Linked DNA regions of Mus musculus: region 1 is linked to region 2. The links are chromatin contacts, called in public Hi-C maps. All regions are on one chromosome and are shown on one strand. The core of a region is the stretch at or near the end of the contact, and the rest is flanking DNA. Distances in the headings are between cores, read along the strand shown.

Region 1 (4,393 bases), core at 691-3,190, 220 kb before region 2:
ATTTTTGTTTTAATCCCAGGTGTGGGATATGAGAGTGCTTCAGATGGTCCATAGCAGCTGACTATGACTTGTGTGTTGCTCTAGCAGAGGCGTGATTTTACCAGGGGCACATAATTTCGGCAGTTGTGTGATGGCAGGAATCCTGGGGACCTTTCAGAGGGTGTGTAAATGCAAGAGCCTGAGAAGTGGGGTGGGTTGTTGGTTGATTGCCGTTGGCTGGGGTTTATTAAGTAGCCATGCACAAAACAGAAACAACAAGAAAAAAATTAGATATCCTGATGATGAATTTCAAACTTGCTCCAAGGAACTCCATGGCCCTAATCAGCAGAAAGTAGTCTAGTAACACAGCTGAATCCTTTCTCCTCTGTTCTTATTTCCTATCTAGAATTAGGGGGTTGAACGGGTGGGGAGAAGGGTAGAAGGAAAAAGAACCCACAGAGTAGCTGATGCGAGCTACAGAAGACCCAGCGGCACAACTCGTACCTGTGTGCAGAGGGCCTAGGTCCATCCCATGCATGCTCTCTGGTTGGCATTTCAGTCTTTGTGAGCCACCATGGGCCCAGGTTAGTTGACTCTAGGTGTTCTTGTCGTGTCCTTGACCTACTGTGGCTCCTACAATCCTTCCTTCCCCTCTTCCACAGGATTCCCCAAGCTCCACTCAATGGTTGGCAATGGGTCTCTGCATCTATTTCCATCACTTGCTAGATGAAAGCTCTCTGATGACAGTTATGTTAGGCTCCTGTCTGCAAGGATAGCAGAATATTATTAATAGTGTCAGGGGTGGACTCCATCTCATTGCATGGGTCTCAAGCGGGGCCAGTTATTGTTTGGCCCTTCCCTCAAATTCTCTGTCTTTTATCTCTGCACATCTCATAGGCAAGATAAATTGTGAGTCGAAGATTTTGTGGCTGGCTTGGTGTTCCAGTCCCTCCAGTGTCTAAAATTCCTCTATAAGTGGTCCAGGGTGGGGTCCAGGAATTCAGCCCTCAGCTTTAAAACAAACATTACATCCACTTTACGTGGGGAAATGGTTCTATGATTTCAGTACATTTTTATGCTTGGGTCCATCTCCACAATCCTGTCTTACAGTTTCATTAATTTACCGACAGGCAGTTACATGGAAATTAAGTCATAAAGCATCTAATCATTGGTCCAGGAGCCAATGAACCTTTGGACTGCTGACGTGGATTTGTACACAGCTCAGAGACAATTCTTGGCATGGATGCATTTTTCATTTCTCCTAGATTAAGCCCTTGGGGTGAAATTCTGGGCTTCCTGGTGAGTTCCAACCACTGCAGGTTGTTTCCTAAAGTGGTTGTGCCATTTTCCAGCCTCACTAGTAGTTTCACAGGACTCTGTTGTCTTCACACATCTACTGACATTTAGTATGATGATATCAACCTGTGATTATATTTCCTGAATCATTAGTGTGCTTATCAGCTATTATCATTCTTTTTTTTATGGAGATAAAAGTTCTCTATCCAAGCCTTTTGCAAACTTTTTTATTTGGTTGTTTGTCTTCTTGTTGAGTCATTAAAGGATTAAATATATACAACTATAATTATAATCACATATATTGTGTAAATATAATCATTTTAATTATATAAACGCAGAAGTCAGGCAGTGGTGATGGACACCTTTAATTCCAGCAGAGGCAGACAGATCTTTGTGAGTGTGAGGCTGACCTCGTTTACAAAGTGAGTTCTAAGACAGCCATGGTTATACAGTGAAAACATATATATGACATATATTAGATATATAACATATATATTAGATACAAACCTTTAACAGATTATAATTTTCACATATTTTTTCTAGTGTTGTCATTTTCATTGGAATATTTTGAGAAGAATGCATATTCTGTTGTTTGGTAGAGTGTTGTACACATACCAGCTAGATCCAGTTTATTGATTGGTTGTTCAACTTTATCCTTTATCCTAACTGATTTCCCAACTGCAGGATCTGCCCATGCCTGGTAGAGGGAGTGTGGGAGGGAGTCTCTAAGTGCAGTGGTGTCCCTTTCTCCTTGCTGTTCTGTCAGTCACCTGGCATCCTTAAGGAAACATACACTAGGATTGTCAAGCATTCTTCAGGAGCTGACAGAGATCACCGACTCTAATGTCACATCCTGACTGAAAGTAAGATGGTTTCTTCATATTACTTTTCCTTGCCACAGCGTGATGTGTCCTTCTCAGTCCTTCCACTTTAATCTGAGTCTTTATGTTTAAAGTATAATTTGTGGGACTGGAGGGGCTGGGGAGATGCACAGTTGATAAAGTGTTTGCTGTGCAAGCATGCAGACCTGAATTTGATCTCCAGAACCAATGTGAAAAGACTGAGATGATAAGCTGTGCCTGTAACCCCAGCTCTGGGGAGACAGACAGGCAGATCCCAGACTTGCAGGGCCACCAGCTTATCCTAATTGGTAAGCTCCAAGACCCACTGAGACCCTGTCTCAAAACTATGATGGACAGCTCCTAAGAAGAGATACCCTAGGTTGATTTCTGACCTCCATCTGTACATGCCCTTTCATATATATGCATGTAAATACTCCCCACATATACATGCATATCCATGTATACACACACATATACGTGCTCACACACACTGTAGTATGTGTATATGTACACATGCACATACACTAAATAAATAAATGTAATGAGAAATTTATGAATTCAATACATTTTTGTAAAAGCATGCCAGATATTCTGATATACAATCATTGGGTGATCATATTTATTTAGATAAACACTACCTGAAAACACAGCTAACACTCTATTTGTGCATATATAATATAAATGCCCATTGGGATTTTCTTTTTAAGGTACATCTGAGATCCTGCCTCTGTTCAGGGTTTTGGTTTTGTGTGGGGAGTGGCTACACACTTGTACATATAGAATGAGTAGAAAATTGTGAAGATAGTGCCAAAGCACAGGCAGAGGCAAGCGATTGCTGTTCATTGACTCCAGGGAGCATCCTCCACATAGGATTCCACACTGTATTGCTACAGTGTGTGCTGCCTTTGGTGAATATATGATTTTTTTTTTTTTTTTAGTTACTCACCACTTGACTTTTCTTCCAGTGTAAGAAGAATCTGTCACTCTCTGTCTTATGGTTTCTGTTGCTTTGAAAAAACACCAGAACCAAAAGCAACTTGGGGAGGGAAGGATTTATTTCATCTTACACTTTTAGGTAACAACAGTCCATCACTGGAGGAAGCCAGGACAGAAACTCAAGCAAGGTGGGAACTTGGAGGCAGGAACTGAAGCAGAAGCTGTAGAGGAAGGCTTGCTTTCTTATACAAGCCGGGAAAACCTATCCAAAGGATAGCTCCCCCCCACACACACACAGTGATCTGGGTCCTCCATTAATCAAGACCACACGCCACAGACTTCCCCGCAGGCCAATCTTATGGAGGCAGCATTTCCATTTCCTCTTCCCGCACAGGTCTAGGTGTCAAGCTGATAAAAAAGAAACAAATAAATCAGCTCTCTATTTCTTCTTTCTTTGCTATAAATGAGGATTTCAGTAAATACCATCCAAATGTTTTAAAGTTTAACAACAGGTGCTGTAATGATAAATAAATAAATAAATAAATACCATGCATGACCTCTAACCCTGTTTATGACATACAAGCACGATGATGTCCTATTAGGAGTGTTATCAGCACCCTGGTTCCACTTTAACAGAACTTTCTGCCTGAGAGCATTCTGTTTCCCAGGCTTCTCTTCATGTTCACATGGATGATCTGATCTGTATCGATAATCTTGTGTCTATCAGTTGTACATTAATGCATCCTTTATTTCTTACTTTTTTCAGAATTGAGTGGCTGACTAAGGATGTAATGAAAGACATAGGCTACCATGAAATTCTGGTCCTGTGTGTATTGAAAGGCGCTTACAAGTTCTGTGCTGATCTTGTAGAACACCTCAAGAACATCAGCTGGAATTCAGATCGATTTGTCTCTATGAAGGTTGACTTCATCAGACTAAAAACTCACAAGGTAAGTTGTTACATGTCCTATTATTATTATGTAATTATTGGAACTCACAATTCTTAACACTAAAATGACAATGAAGAGTGTAGTTTTTGTTGTTGTCATTGTTTCTTAAAAATAGAGTTTCTCTGTGAAATCCTAGATGTCTTAGAATTCACTCTGTATGTAGACCAGGCTGGCATTGAGCTCAGAGATCTGCCTGACTTTGCCTCAGGAGTTCTGGGACTAAAGCCACATTCTACCATGCCCAGTTTAAATATATTTTTTTAATGAACAGGAATACAACAATTATAAGAATTTAGATTCTTAGACAGTATTTTCATTGACTAAACTACCTTGGCACATTTGAGTTCAATCTATTGTCAGGCTCAATGGGCTTCCTATTGGTACATATCC
Region 2 (4,802 bases), core at 957-3,456:
CAAGAAGCAAAAATTGGTTATTAGATTATGCAAAGTAAAATATCGAGTTGTTGAGTATGGACTTTCCCTCGTAGCTCCCTCTGTGCTTGCCCCTTCCGCATCCTCCTCCTCTCTTTTTGTAGAATCAGGATTTCCTTATGTTGACTTGGCTGCTTTTGGACTCCTGGGCTCAAGTGACTCCTGTCTCAGCCTCCCAAGTCAAGTGCTAACTACAAATCCACCCCATTTACTTATCATTATGTTTTTGAAACGATTTCTATGAATTCTTCTCAGAGAAAAGATGATGAAGGACAGAAAATGCGTCCTGTGACTGAGTTTTTCATTAAGTAGGTACCGGGTACATAGTAGGAGCTTGTATGCACAGTGCCTGTTGGGTAAGGGGAGGATGCTGACACCTTTTGTCATGGCCACCATGGCCTGTTCCTAAGTGACTGCTCTGTGTCTTCCTTCTCCCTCCCCATAGCCCGGGTAACTCAGGGTTAGTGGTACCTAGTGATTTAGAAACCATATTTCAAATAACTAAGAAAGTCTTTAAGAAAATAACAAAAATAGGGCAATCTTGGACTTACATAGAAATGTAGACATATTCTATAAAATAAACCAGTAGGTGAAAAGTTTAAAAGAGAATCTTGATACTACTTAAAAATAATGAATGGTAATCTATAATGAAAGGAATTGAGCTGGATTAAAGAGGCTGTCAGAAACTCACTTTTAAGGTGAAGACTTTAAGACTTGAAAAACATAATACATGAAGTTTAACCTGGCAGTCAAGAAACTAGATGTGATTTCAAAATCTCTGTAAGGGTTCTAAACACTTTATTATGAAATATTTTAATGTGAAAGATAGCTTCAGAGAGAATTAATCGGAAGTCTTTGGCAGAGATAAGTAACTGTAAGAGAACTAGAGAGAGATTCACACTAGGGTTTGAGCCGCCTCTAAAACATGGCTCTCTTCTCTGGCTTTTTCTTAGTAGTATTGCCCCAGACAGTACTGTAATTAGGTGGTTTTAAGCTGGCTTTTCCTAGCTGCTGCATAACTTACAACCAGGGTCACAGAACCAGTGTTCACCTCCTCCTGTGTCTGGTCTTTGGAGGAAAGCAACAGGCTTGCCTCCTGAGGGAGAGATAGTCCTCACGTTTAAATGTTCATTAGGGACAGACAGTTCATTGTGTGAAGCACCACCCATGCTTGTTAAAACTCCTCAACTTCCACACTTTACTCCTAAGATGTGTCTCCACCCTCCCAACTCAGTTTTTGTTCATAAAAGGAAACTTCAGATGTTTAAGGATTGAAAGGGCGGAGGCAGGGCAGGCCAGGTATCACACTGGATGTTGTCCTTGTAGGAGACGGTGCCCGCTGTGTGGCTGAGGCTGTAGCATGTGCCAGAGCGAGTGTGCTGCTGGCTATCTCTATTAACTTTCCCTGGAAGGGCGGCAGAAAAGGCAGTGCCCAGGTGCCGTCCTCCCTGTGCAGTGGAGGTGTGGGTGAAGAATAACATATGCGTTCGGTTCATCCCGCAGCGCCAGTTCTGCTTACCAAAAGTGGCCCACTAGGCACTCGCATTCCACGCCCGGCTCCACGCCAGCGAGCCGGGCTTCTTACCCATTTAAAGTTTGAGAATAGGTTGAGATCGTTTCGGCCCCAAGACCTCTAATCATTCGCTTTACCGGATAAAACTGCGTACGTCGGGAAAAGAGCGAGAGCGCCAGCTATCCTGAGGGAAACTTCGGAGGGAACCAGCTACTAGATGGTTCGATTAGTCTTTCGCCCCTATACCCAGGTCGGACGACCGATTTGCACGTCAGGACCGCTACGGACCTCCACCAGAGTTTCCTCTGGCTTCGCCCTGCCCAGGCATAGTTCATAGCTCTCCTGCTGGAGAGCCCGGATCTTGTTCCTCATTGCTTTCCATAGCCTACATAGAAAGTATGTGACTCCTAACTTAATCAGTGTTTATTGTGGGAATTGCAGCCCCCTGCTTTCAATGTTCAACAGATAACTTCTCATCTTTGACATAAAAACAGAGCAGAAATATTCAAAGCTAAGTGTGAGGACAGTTAAGAATTAAGAAATACATTTTTTGTTTGTTCATTCATTTAGCAAACATCTGTGCAGTCTGCACCATGAGCCAGACACACTAGGCTGATTGCGTGGAAGGAAGCGTGCTGCCTCTAGCCTCACTTCCTTCAGAGTGTTGAAAATGTCATGTGATATAGTGCACTTCCTCGGCCGGCCGGTTAATGAAACGTGCCTTCTGCGCCCCTTTCCTTCTCACTGTGTGGCGGTGTCCACAGTCATCTCACACTAACCGCTTCACCATTTTCCCACTCTCAGGTGAAACATAGGGCTGTAGGGCAAGGATTTTTTTTTTTCAAATTCAAAATAGTTTCTATGCTTAAAACATCATCTTATATTTCCATCTTCCCGTGTTTTATGTGTAAATTTGTGGGTGTATATGTTTCTAATAAATGTACAGAAGAAACAGAGAGCACACAGAGGACAGCCTTGATAAGCTTATTAGTTCAGGGGTTGAACAGTGTATAAATCCAGAGATGGGAAGTTGTTGCTTATGATTAACAAATTTGTCTGGGTTGTCAGAGAAATTTACAACCTCGCAAAGCAGAAACAACAGGGCTCTGACTCTAGACATAGACATCATTTATGAAGCTCCTGAAACAAGGGAAAAGACTAACATTACTGAACTCCAAGTGCTCTGAAAGGCGGTTACGGACTGTTCATTCAGAGAGAACTAGGGGGAAGTATTTGTTGGATAACAGGCTCCCACAGTGTTTCTGCCCAGCTATAGCTCTAAAACTGATTCATGTCTGACCCCTAGTGGAGGTACGCTGGCTCTTCTGTTGCCTACCCTGTCCCTGTACTGGGAAGGCCAGACAGCTTCAGGCTGTTTACTGTTAGCATTGTCCAGGCTGAGGTTTTGAAGTAGATAGCAGTTACTTACTGAGCATCCGTTACATCCATTCTGTGCACTTGAGATTTCTGCGCAGCGTATTTTCTATAAACTCACAGGATTTTAATGTATAACTGAGCAAGTCCACTGTAAACTTACGGGATTTGAGTATGTAGCTAAGTGTATAAGTATATTAAGTATATAGCTAAGAAGATTGACTATAAACTCAGATAATTTTAATTTGTAAACGAGTAGATGCCCAGTAAACTCACAGGATTTGAGTATATAAGCAAGCACACCCACAGGTATCTTGTTTATAAACTTAACCTGGGGGTGTCTTGTGATTTTCACGTGTGAGCCCTTTCTGAATTTGTCTCACGGCTTTGGGAGCTTTGTCAGTTCTTAGTGTTAAGTGGATACTTAAGGTAAAAGATTGCCTTGTGCTCAGCTTCTATGTGAACGAAACTCCATTGTGCAGAGTACTCCATTGTAGACACCCAGTGCAGCATTTTGGTTTTGCCAGCAGGTTAATACTAAAGTTCTTATCTTTCAGCTATGCCTGCCCAAATATCTATAGGGTTTATGAATGAACTGGCATCTGGGATTTAACTTTAAAAGCTTTATATGGGTGCGAGTGGGCTTATATGAAATGTGATTTTCTTGGTTCCCTAGTCTCCTGGGGCTTTGTGCTGTTAGCATCTCTGGTTCTGAATGTATGAAACACTCCCATGACAAAAAAAGTTTTTATAATTAAATGTCTTTTATCTGAAAAAGTTTAACATGAGTAATTTCAAACATAGTTTACTTTTTACAGTTTTAAACTGGTTTATTTTACTCCATTGCTTGAAGGTCAGGTTGCATTAAGAGAGTATATGCGGGGCTGGTGAGATGGCTCAGTGGGTAAGAGCACCCGACTGCTCTTCCAAAGGTCCAGAGTTCAAATCCCAGCAACCACATGGTGGCTCACAACCATCCGTAACAAGATCTGACTCCCTCTTCTGGTGTGCAACCATCCGTAACAAGATCTGACTCCCTCTTCTGGTGTGTCTGACGACAGCTACAGTGTACTTACATATAATAATAAATAAGTCTTAAAAAAAAAAAAAAAAGAGAGTATATGCTTGCTTCTACTATATGAAATTGTGATTGAAATGTGACAGGTCTTCATCTGGATCCCATTCAGAGATTATTATAATTTGAGATTAGGATTCCTAAAGTTGTCAGATCTGCAGATTGGGAGGTAAAACTTGAATGTATTAACTAGCATTTTGAAAATGAGTATATTGTCTTCTTAGTTTGGGTTTTACTGCTGTGAAGAGACACCAGGACCCAGGTAACTCTTGTAAAGACAGCATTTAATTGGGGCTGGCTTACAGAATCTGAGGTTCAATCCATTATCATCATGGCGTGAAGCATGGCAGCATCCAGGCAGGGATGGCGCTAGAGGAGCTGAGAGCTCTATATCTTGTTTAGAAGGCAAAGAGAAGACTGGCTCCTATGTGACTAAGAGGAGGGTCTCAAAGCTTACCCCCACAGTGACACACTTTCTCCAATAAGGCCATTCCTCCTAATAGTGCCACTCCCTGGGTCAGGCGTTATACAAACCATCACACTCATCTTGAATAGACTATGGAGAACAGCTTGACTTAATAATTTACTTTTCCCCATCTCTCTGTTGATTTTCCTCATACCACAAAAGAAAAGAAAAAAGAAAAAACACAGGCTAACAATCAGCTATAGTATTTTAATGTTTGATTACAAAATGCATGCTTTTTGTTTGTTTTTGTTTTTGTTTTCAAGACAAGGTTTCTCTGTGCAGTCCCACTGTCCTTGAACTATGTAGACCAGGCTGGCCTCAAACTCACAAGAGAGCTACCTGCCTTTGCTTCCTGC

What was found. A called contact is a pair of places that touch in the nucleus more often than the background predicts.
Region 1: a contact with region 2 is called in a Hi-C map of liver, with 3 times the contacts expected there. The contact joins two enhancer-like sites. A contact is called at or near these places in 7 of 484 Hi-C or Micro-C datasets (Th2 cells, cardiomyocytes, embryonic stem cells and 3 more) and 2 of 115 datasets of contacts at active chromatin or transcription factors (embryonic stem cells and fibro-adipogenic progenitors).

The regions. Positions count from the first base shown.
Region 1 is chr2:21,119,423-21,123,815 of GRCm38.p6, reverse strand. It overlaps the pseudogene Gm13377. Among named protein-coding and RNA genes, the nearest start is that of Enkur, 84 kb to the left of the region's middle. Within about 2 kb of position 1,940, at least 6 of the 459 cell types and tissues checked have an H3K27ac peak or open chromatin away from gene starts, as enhancers often do. A contact at or near this core is called in liver, where this site is marked.
Region 2 is chr2:20,896,910-20,901,711 of GRCm38.p6, reverse strand. All of the region lies in intron 3 of Arhgap21 (Rho GTPase activating protein 21), which reads left to right. Among named protein-coding and RNA genes, the nearest start is that of Arhgap21, 68 kb to the left of the region's middle. Within about 2 kb of position 2,206, at least 124 of the 459 cell types and tissues checked have an H3K27ac peak or open chromatin away from gene starts, as enhancers often do. A contact at or near this core is called in liver, where this site is marked.